2 separate regions of the Zea mays genome follow, and region 2 is linked to region 1. The links are chromatin contacts, called in public Hi-C maps. All regions are on one chromosome and are shown on one strand. Each heading gives the region's core, a stretch centred on a gene start, on an enhancer-like site or on the middle of the called end of the contact. The rest is flanking DNA. Distances are from core to core; before and after follow the strand shown. Region 1 has its middle 6.5 kb from the start of LOC100381797. Region 2 has its middle 5.7 kb from the start of LOC103633033.

Region 1 (4,884 bases), core at 1,055-3,554:
CTTCTCCTGGTGTGATTATAGCAAGGATGAGCTCTCATACGGTCATCGCTCAACAAGTGTGAGAAATAATGTGTATGAGCTCACTTACGGTGGAGGCTCATGTGTAGTGTAAGGCTTATCAACAAATAATGGTTAAGACTGAACATTGCTTTTAATAAGTTGGTCAAAATTTTATTAGTAGTTATTAAGTATAAGTGTATAATAAGATATCACAGTTAATAATAAATTCCACAGTATAATGCAAATGATAGATTAAGTTTAATTCCATAAGTTACTCATGTAATGGTTCGAGCCTCTCATGATCGTGAGCACAACTGATATACCAGTTTTACACTCTCAGATGTTGCGTATCTTTACCCACAAGCCGGGATACTCATCTGCCACGGGGTCATGGTTCCAATACACCTCTACCGAGGAGGCAAGGCATGATAGCACTACGAGGCCTTTTCCAAAGTTCCACTAGCAAGAGAGAAACCACTATGGATTCAGGTAGGACGGGGTGATACAGGAATCCCTCGCCCGAAAAGCTATCACAGATAGATCGACCCGAGAACCTCCCTATACCGACAGCTCCCCAGACCTCGCTTGCCCCTTTCGGGAAAGGATTAACCCCTACTAGCTTTCCTAATTACTTAGACAAGGGTGTCCCATTCCACCCTTGCGGTAGCACAATTTTCTCGGTGGTCGCTCCATGATCTAATTAACCAAATAATCTTATCATGAACAGTAAATAATCCATTTGACAATAATAAGCATGATCATGATTCATAACACTCAAAACCACATAAAGCAATAACAAATACTACCCAAAAGTTCATTTATAAGCAAGGTATAGGGTAGACCAAACTAGGGTAACCTATTAGGTTCCATCAAATTAACTTGAGCATGTCATAGTGATTATAGAAAATATTATTGGGTAAAAAAGTGATCAAGGGCACAACTTGCCTTCTGCGAGCTCTTGCTCAGGATCTTCAACCTCATGTGCTTCGGGTCTCCCGGCCACTTGGTCGTCTACTCGCAACAAATCAAACAAAAAATGTAGAGACAAAAATTAACATCACACCAAACATGGGAACAACTTCATAATAATATTCTGTAAATCGAGATGGAACTCTAGGTTCGAGAACCATTAAAATCGGAGTTAAAACGAATTAGCTATGAATTATCTGAGTTTCTAGGCATTTTAATATTAATTTCACACTGAAAAATCATTATATAAGGGTTTCATGTATTTCTTCATTCATTTTATTTATTTTACTAGGAGAGAGGACGCCATGTTTTATTTGTAGAGAAGTCGGGTCCAAACTGTAAAAACTAGGACCTATCTGCTATGTTCTTTAAACTTAGATGGACGGTGAGTTCAATTCCTAAAAGTGTAGAGGCTCTTTAGTAAAACGGTATGGCCGAAAATGTATAATAATAGCCGCTGGATTCAACATGGAGGGTCCAGATTAGATCAAATATTTAGTGAACTGGTACTATACGCCTGCCATCCGATGAGAGATCGACGAACGCGATTTAAAATAAAAGAAATCTAATATCACTCCCACATCACCCAATCGACGGTCTAGATCGAACCCAGACGAACGAGTATGCAATTCTAATCCCAGCCGCATCTCCTCAGATCAACGGCTAAAGCGTTTCCCCCATCACACCGGCCACGCACGGCGGCGCCCGAGCATGGACGACGGCACCATGGTCGGCAACCCCGAATTCCCCGCTCTCAGGCTCAAACTTCGATGCGAAAGGTGCTACATGCTACGGGGAAGACAGCGAAAGAGAAGGAAGGGTTCTCACCTAGATCTTTGGTGTGGAGATCCTTGCCTGCAGAGAGTAGCAGCATCGCGGCGGTGCTGCTGTTTCGTCGAGCGATTCCCGGGGCCCTGCTTCTCCTTTGCGGATGACTAGGCACTGATAGCCTCGGCAACTCCTAGAGCACCCACTGATGCCTTCCAACGACGGCTCCATTAGCGCCGCGACACCGATTGAATCGGTGGCGATCACCGTGTCTTCCTCTGCGATCTCACGTCGGTGGCAACACGGTGACGACCTTCCTCTGTCTATGGCAACCCTCAGTTTGGTATAGGAGAGATGGACAAGGGGGTCGTGGTGCTGCGACTTTAAACTACTAGGCTAGGAGCGAGATGGGGTCGGCGAACGAGCCACGGTTTACACTGTCGAGCCAGCGCATGATTCTGGGAGAAGTTCGTTTGGGGAGATTTCTAGAGGGTGGGGTCCACCGGGCAGCGATAGGGACGGGCGCGGTGAGGTTGAACGGCTGAGGGAGTGGGCCCACCTGTAGGTGACCAAATGCGGCGGGGAAAGGCTGGTGCGCGGGCCCAGGTGTCGGCGCCATGAGGTGGATTGAGTCAGTGTGGTGGAATGGGCCGAGGAGGGGGAAACCGGCCCACGCTGAGTCGCTGAGGACTGCCCCTCATTTCTTTTCCCTTTTTATTTTCCATTTTCCTATTTCGATTTTCTTTTAAATTTCTTTCTTTTTTTAAACTTCAACTAAGTTCAAATTTCAACTAAATTGTAAATGCACAACAGAAGAAGTTCGAGCATGAGATGCATATTATTCAATAATTTAAGCACTTAAACATAATGTGTCATATATGCTAAAGAAAAATAGAAAAAAACATAATTTACTCCTCGCTTTATTCACTGGATTTTGGATATTACATTGAAACAACTATAAAACACCTCCATTTAGTTTATCTCCCTTCAAACAACCATAAACATCTCTCTATTTTCACCCGTTTGTCAAAGCACAGAGCTGAAAGCCAGGGGTGAAACCAGGATTTAAAATTGAGGGGGACAAATCAGATTATGGGAACTGTTAGGATGTATTTTACATTATTTATGTGTTAATTAGCTAACAAAATTAGTAGTTTCTATAGAATTTGGGGAGGATTCGGAGGGACATTGCCCCCCTCTGCCCCTACTGGAATTGCCCCTGCTGAAAGCCAAAGCAGACAGTTAAGATGTTGCGAAAACTGTACTAAACAGAAGCAACTGCTTATGAAAAATCAGCTTAATGTGCTTTGTCGATAAAAGGAAATAAAACCAGGTACAAAGCTAAAGAAACAAAAAAAAGTTAAAAAATGCGAAACATTGCACAGTAGCTTCAAGTCAAGAATCAATTTAGGTCGGGTTCATATTTTTTCCTTTGCCCTTAGAATAACTAGAGGAAACTCCGCTGTGAAGATTAACTTGCAGCGACGTACTGATGCAGATATATTTCTGAAACTAACACCATTCCTAACTGCCTAGATGGACCAGCACATAGTGATCATAATGTCCATGAAGAACAACAATCTTAATTGATCTTTGCGACTTCCCAAAACGTGCGTGAGATCGCCACTTGTCAGTATATATGACGAGGTTCAAGGTATCCAGACACTCCAAAGCAAAGTGTAGCCTACCAAAAGATGTATAACTATAATCTTGTTGAAGCATACTTTAATCTTGCTGAACAAAGCGCATAACTATAATCTTGTTGAAGCATACTCCAGCGAAGAAGCAAGTTACGAGTACTTGGCCAGACATTGAGAACTAATAATCAGAAGGAGAATTTATGTTTTTTTATTATGGAAACAAAAGTTCCGGCTTTAGTATAAAGATGCGTATAACCAATACATGACAATTAGTATTGCACCAGAGAACAGTTGCTTGAATAATTAAACTATTTTAAAGAAATAAAATGTCATGACTATGGATAACACTAGCCATCTTCAATTCTTGCATTTGAGTGTCATCTATCAATCGCAAAGACTTCCATCGTCACCACTTTCAAAGCTCGATAGAAGAATAATTTATGCTTATTCTGGCATGAAGATTTCTAAAGCCAATAAACTAGATGTGAATTGGATTACAAGAATTTAAACACCCAAGACACCGGTGCCGTGGGGGTTTCATCCTAGCTTGTATAGATATGCAGTTGAGACGTTGATCGGCAATAAACATGATAAACACGGATATAGAACGGAGGATTGCTGTTGCTACGTGAGAATGTCGACTATTTTTTTTGTTAGATTCTATGGTGTCTAGATTGATTCCTAAGTCTCTGAAATATCAATCTGTAAACTGGATAAATCCTCGATGACGAGTAGATCTGTTCTACTGAAAGGAATAGGGGACATATCTTCGTTGTTGTTGTTGATGTGTCATGCGAGGTGGTGGTGGAGAGTTGTCGCTGTCGCTGACGTCACCTCCGTTGTCCTGCAGAGGAACAACAGGCATCGGGATCCCAGCTGCTGTGGGTTGTCGCTCTTCCAGACACTGTAACGCTTAGGCGATGGAACCTTTGTGGGGATTAGGGTTTCAGGTCGAGGTACTAGCATCAGTCTTTCCTGCGATCCCTTAATTCCTTATATAGCGACGTGTGACCGGGGCTCCAACCGAGGTCAGCATGTGTCGGGTACCGTAATTAGGGGTACCCCTGATGCTCCTAAGCACGACTGAAAAACAACTTCAGAACAAATCATACACAGCTGATAAAGCGCGGTTCAAGTCAAGGCCACGTCTACCAAGGGACGCGACCTCATCCGAGCCCAGCCTCGGACAGGAACACTAGTCCTGGACGGGTTCACGCCTCGCCCGAGGGTCCCCTCAGTCAGCAGACGCACCCTCGGCTCACCCGAAGCCTAGCTCGGACAGGCTTCGTCGTGCAGCGACCTCGACCGGATCGTCCTACCAACCGACCGTATTGCATGCGCATTTAATGCGGGGATCGTCTGGCACCTTATCCTGACACGCGTGCCTCAGTCGGCAAGGTCGAAGTGACCGCAGTCACTTCGCCCCTGTACTGACCGTTCTGACAGAAAAACAGCATTGTTCGCCCCGCTCCGGCTACTGTGCCAACCACCAGGGTAAAACCGAGTC
Region 2 (4,884 bases), core at 709-3,208, 310 kb after region 1:
GGATTTGATCTCATCCTTAATACTTGTTTTCGGTTTTGAGCTTTTCTAACTCTCTAGTGATGTGACTGGTGGCACCAAAATCCATGTACCAGCTTGGATCAATCTAATAAGAACATGTGGTAGAGGTAGTAAGTATTTTATCTAGAACAAAATTTTCATCAAACTTGTACAAATGCTCAATAGCTCTATGTTTTTTTCTTGAAGCAAACTTGACATATGAGTTGCTCCTCTGATCTACCATGGTTTTGGTTAGAGCTGCAAAGGCCGCACCCTTACCGCACCGAAAATCGCCATGTCCACATAGGCGTCCGTGAATCCCACCTCGTCCTTGAGTAGCACCATGTCTCCGACTCATGGCGTTGATAAAGCTGCTATCAGAGATGATACCGACTTGTGTATTGAAATTTAGAAGCTGACTGAACAGTTCGCTAACTGTGATCGGCTCCTTCTAGCGAAGACGACTGAGACTAGTGAGAGGCAGTCGTCATCGAGACCTGTGAGAATCTACTTCACTAATTCTTCATCTTCTTGAGGTAGACCAACTGTTGCCATCTCATCACCTAGGGATTTCGTCTTTCTGAAGTATTCATAAATAGATAGATTTTCTTTTCGGTATTTTCTAGTGCAGATCGTACATTGACAATTCTTGCTCTTGTTTGCGATGCAAGGGAGCCTTGGATCTCTATCTAGGTTTCAACCGTGGTTTTGACTAAAAAACTTGAATCAGCAAGTCTTTTGATAGCGACGAGAGGAGATGCGTACTTCTTGATCTCTGCTTTTCAACCTTCATACTTCATATTGTCTACCTCAGTCTCTTTTCCATCGTTTCTAGGAGATTTTGGCTAGCACCACCTTGGTGTCACATGTTAGAAAGCCGAGTAGCTTTGTGCCATGGATAGCAGCCCTAACATGTGCATGTCATAGTGCATGATTAGATTTCGGCAGCTTCTTGGAGATAGGTAGGCCGATGAGAAGATTCACGAAGGTAGATGACGATGAACTCGCCATGGCTATGATTACCATGTAAAAGTATAGAGGTGTTTAGAAGAAAATCACCAACAACCTAGACTAGGGGTCTGCGTACGTTACATGTTGGCATGTTGGATGAGAAACAACCCTTACAATGGTATACATATATAAAAGCCGATTCTGAAAGGTCTAGACAAATACAATATAGATTTAAACTAGATTCTAGTCTACCTTAGGAACAAAATATTTATCTGATTACAACTCCTCATTATCGTATACAATATTTCTTAACATTGTTGACTGATATTTTACATAGAGTTCATGCAAGATCTCAGTCTCAACTAATAAACAGCCCCAAAATGCATATCAATGTAGTGGTCACTAATGGTTTATTAGCAAACTAAAGTGGCAAATGGAGCCCTTATTTGCCATTTAGGGTCTTATTTGGGTATTATCGAATTCATCTTAGTCTATGTGTGTTTAGGAGAAATTTAGTTTTAATTTTACTTTAATTCTCCATCCATCACAAAATATATTTCTTTTCAGCCCTCTTTTTTTACATATTTCAATAAATAATATTGAATGTAGATATACATACAAATTATATTCATAAGTTAATTAATAAATGTATGTTTAGTCTAAAAAATTATATTTTAGGACGGAGAGTCCATTTTAACACGTATAAATCGATACCAATTGACAATATCCGTACAAACCTGATACGAAGGCGTCACGCTCGTCGGAAAGTTAACGTAGTCAAACTTGTACTGCTAGTCCTTCAAAGAGCCGAGCGCTTGACTTGTCCCCGCAACGCGAAAACAGACTACAAACTTTCAACACTAGTGCGACAGGGGCCTGGAATTCCACCTCATCTTTTTCCTCGAAGCTCATCAGTAATCTTATACTCGTGTTTACTACTACTACGCTACTAGCACACGGCAGCGTACATAGCGCACGTTGCGGCACTGCATCAACAACCATCCATCACCATCAACTGTTAAGGAACTTTCTTGGATGCTCGTACCAAAATCATTAGTGTAGTGTTTGATAACGGAGAATGGTGGGATAGAGCCGCTTCGCTCCTAATTTATTATTATTTAGACTGGTTCCATATAAGACAGAGTGGCTCTATATATATATATATATATATATATATATATATATATATATATATATATATATATATATATATATATATATATATATATATATATATATATATATATATATATATATATATATATATATATATATATATATATATATATATATATATATATATATATAGCCCTAGGCTCTATTTAACTATAGGAAGCCCCGACCAGGTGCGCGACCGCACCGGACCCTTTTTGGTTTATTGTACCTAACTGCTTACGCCAAAATATAATACGAGTTATGCTGATGTGTGTATCAGTTTATGCAAATATAGTCTGCGCATATTACGTGCATCGGGCCCACGATCCGGCCCACGCCACCACTATAAAAACACCCCCACGCCGCCAGGAATTAGGTTTTAGCGGCGGCGGCGGTTCTCTAGGGCGTGCGAGCGGCGGTGATCCTGGGGGCCAGCAGCGGTGTCACCTCGAGGCAGGCGACCGACGGCGGCGCTCCACCAGGAACGAGCGACAACGACGCTCCGAGGCAGGCGAGCAAGCGGTGACGGCGCTCTTGAAGCGGACGGATGACGGCAGCGCACCCTAGGCCCGGTGACAACGGCGGTTGTCCCGTCCGTCTCTGCGATGGCCACCGCCACCGCCGCTCCAGCATCTGTGGCGCGACGACGGATCTGGGGACACGCTCGCGACGACGGATCCCTGAGGCGCGACGACGGATCGGGGGACACGCTCGCGATGGCGGATTCCTGTGGCGCGACGGCGAATCTAGGGACACGCTGCGGCATCGGATCCCGAGGGCACGCACGCGGCGGTGGCCCCATGAGGTGCGCACGACGGCGATGTGCCAGCGGTCGCGACGGCGGATTTCCCTAGGCGCTAGCGACGACGACATCCTCCCCTAGGCACGAAGTGGTGGCGCATCCCAGATGCGAGGCGCTGGTTCCGCAGGACGGCGATCCTATTTTTATGCTATTTTGTATACATATTTATGCCAATGTCAATAGGATTTTATGACCTATATTTCAGTTCATGGATCCGCTTCCATCTATTTGTCTGTTTCTGATATTTCTATTCATTTACGCTAAAATTTATACTCATTTACGCTGTTTTGGTTCACGATTTACACTTAAATCCGCTCGAGCCAGAACCCGTCATTTACGCTGTTTTGGTTCACGATTTACACTTAAATCTGCTCGAGCCAGAACCCGCGCACGATTTTTACGCCGTAATTTGTCCCCATTTGCCGTTACGAAATCAATCGATGATTTACTCTAAAATTCATACTCATTTACGCTGTTTTGGTTCACGTTTTATGTCGAAATCCGCCCGAGACAGCGCCTGTGGCGATTTTCATGCCGTAATTCGAGACCCATTTGTCGTTACGAAACAGATCGATGATTTACGATAAAATTTGTACTCATTTACGCTGTTTTGGTTCACGTTTTACGCTAAAATCCACCCGATCCAGAACCCGCGCACGATCGGGTGCACACGATTTTTACGCCGTAATTTTAGGCTCCGTTTGCTGTTACAAAACAGATATAAGAATTACGCTAAATTTCGTACTCATTTACGCTGTTTTAGCTCACGTTTTACGCTGGAATCCGCCCGAGCCAGAACCCGCGCACGATCGGCTGCATGCGATTTTTACGCCGTAATTTTAGGCCCCGTTTGTTGTTACAAAACAGATATAAGACTTACGCTAAATTTTGTACTCATTTACGCTGTTTTAGGTTACGTTTTATGCTGCAATCCGCTCGAGCCAGAACCAGAACCAGAACCAGATCGAGCGCGCGTAGATATACCTGACTGGGGCTTCCCATACTAATGGAAGCCCAGGGCTCCCATTACCATCACCCTATATATATATATATATACTTAAATATTGAACCATCCAACTTCTTAAAATTTTTCGGACGGAGTCACTCTATCCCAATTGGCTTCGAACCAAACACTACCTAAGAGACCGTTTGAGTCCTTTCATTTTGAAGGAATTGAAATTTATTTAATATACTAAGTTATTTGGTTTGGAATTTGACATTCCATCACTTTTCAAAGTTTAGATATAATGCTATCCAAAATTCATAGGGTGAAATAGTAGAAATTGATTTTATATATCAGTAGTCCATGTTTCTACTCTGCAACCTATGACACGCTCTTTGGTTTGCTCATCTATAGTAAAAATACAACACATAAATATCTCTATCATATGACCAACAATAGTATACAAATATATTTTATATGAAACCATATTATCCTAATTGATCAATGGCTAGATTACGATTATAAAAATGGAATTCAATTCTAAGGATCCAAATGGTGCATAATAGAATTGTTCAATGTCTAGATTACGATTATAAGAATGAAATTCAATTATGAGGATCCGAACAGCGCATAATAGAGACGGGAATCAACCCAACCACTCCTATAAACCATATATTAGTATATGGCAACAGGGTCTGTTGATGCCCCAAATATAATATTCTTATAATGCGTTTTGATCTAGGATAGAGTGGCTCAAAAATGTTTAAATATTAATTTTTTAAGTCTTTCAGGGACCAAAAGTAAAAAAATTTAAGAAATATGGTTAAATTGCAAAAAAAGGGTCAAACTTCCACTGACTCGTCCTTCAAAGGGGGGTGCGTCTTGTCTCCGCGTCCGTGTAAGAAAACAGACGACAAACTGCAAAGAATAGTATATATGAATTTGACTGGGGTTCTGAAATTCCACCTCGTTTTTTTTTTCTCGGAAGTTCAGTAGTCATATACTGGTACATGCCTACGCACTACACTAGCACACG

What was found. A called contact is a pair of places that touch in the nucleus more often than the background predicts.
Region 2: a Hi-C map of ear shows a contact between it and region 1, with 2.5 times the contacts expected there. The contact joins two enhancer-like sites. A contact is called at or near these places in 2 of 25 Hi-C or Micro-C datasets (ear and tassel).

Annotation. Positions count from the first base shown.
Region 1 is chr7:145,934,932-145,939,815 of Zm-B73-REFERENCE-NAM-5.0, forward strand. No RefSeq gene overlaps it. Among protein-coding and RNA genes, the nearest start is that of LOC100381797, 6.5 kb to the left of the region's middle. Within about 2 kb of position 2,305, at least 19 of the 20 cell types and tissues checked have an H3K27ac peak or open chromatin away from gene starts, as enhancers often do. A contact at or near this core is called in ear, where this site is marked.
Region 2 is chr7:146,244,528-146,249,411 of Zm-B73-REFERENCE-NAM-5.0, forward strand. No RefSeq gene overlaps it. Among protein-coding and RNA genes, the nearest start is that of LOC103633033, 5.7 kb to the right of the region's middle. Within about 2 kb of position 1,959, at least 9 of the 20 cell types and tissues checked have an H3K27ac peak or open chromatin away from gene starts, as enhancers often do. A contact at or near this core is called in ear, where this site is marked.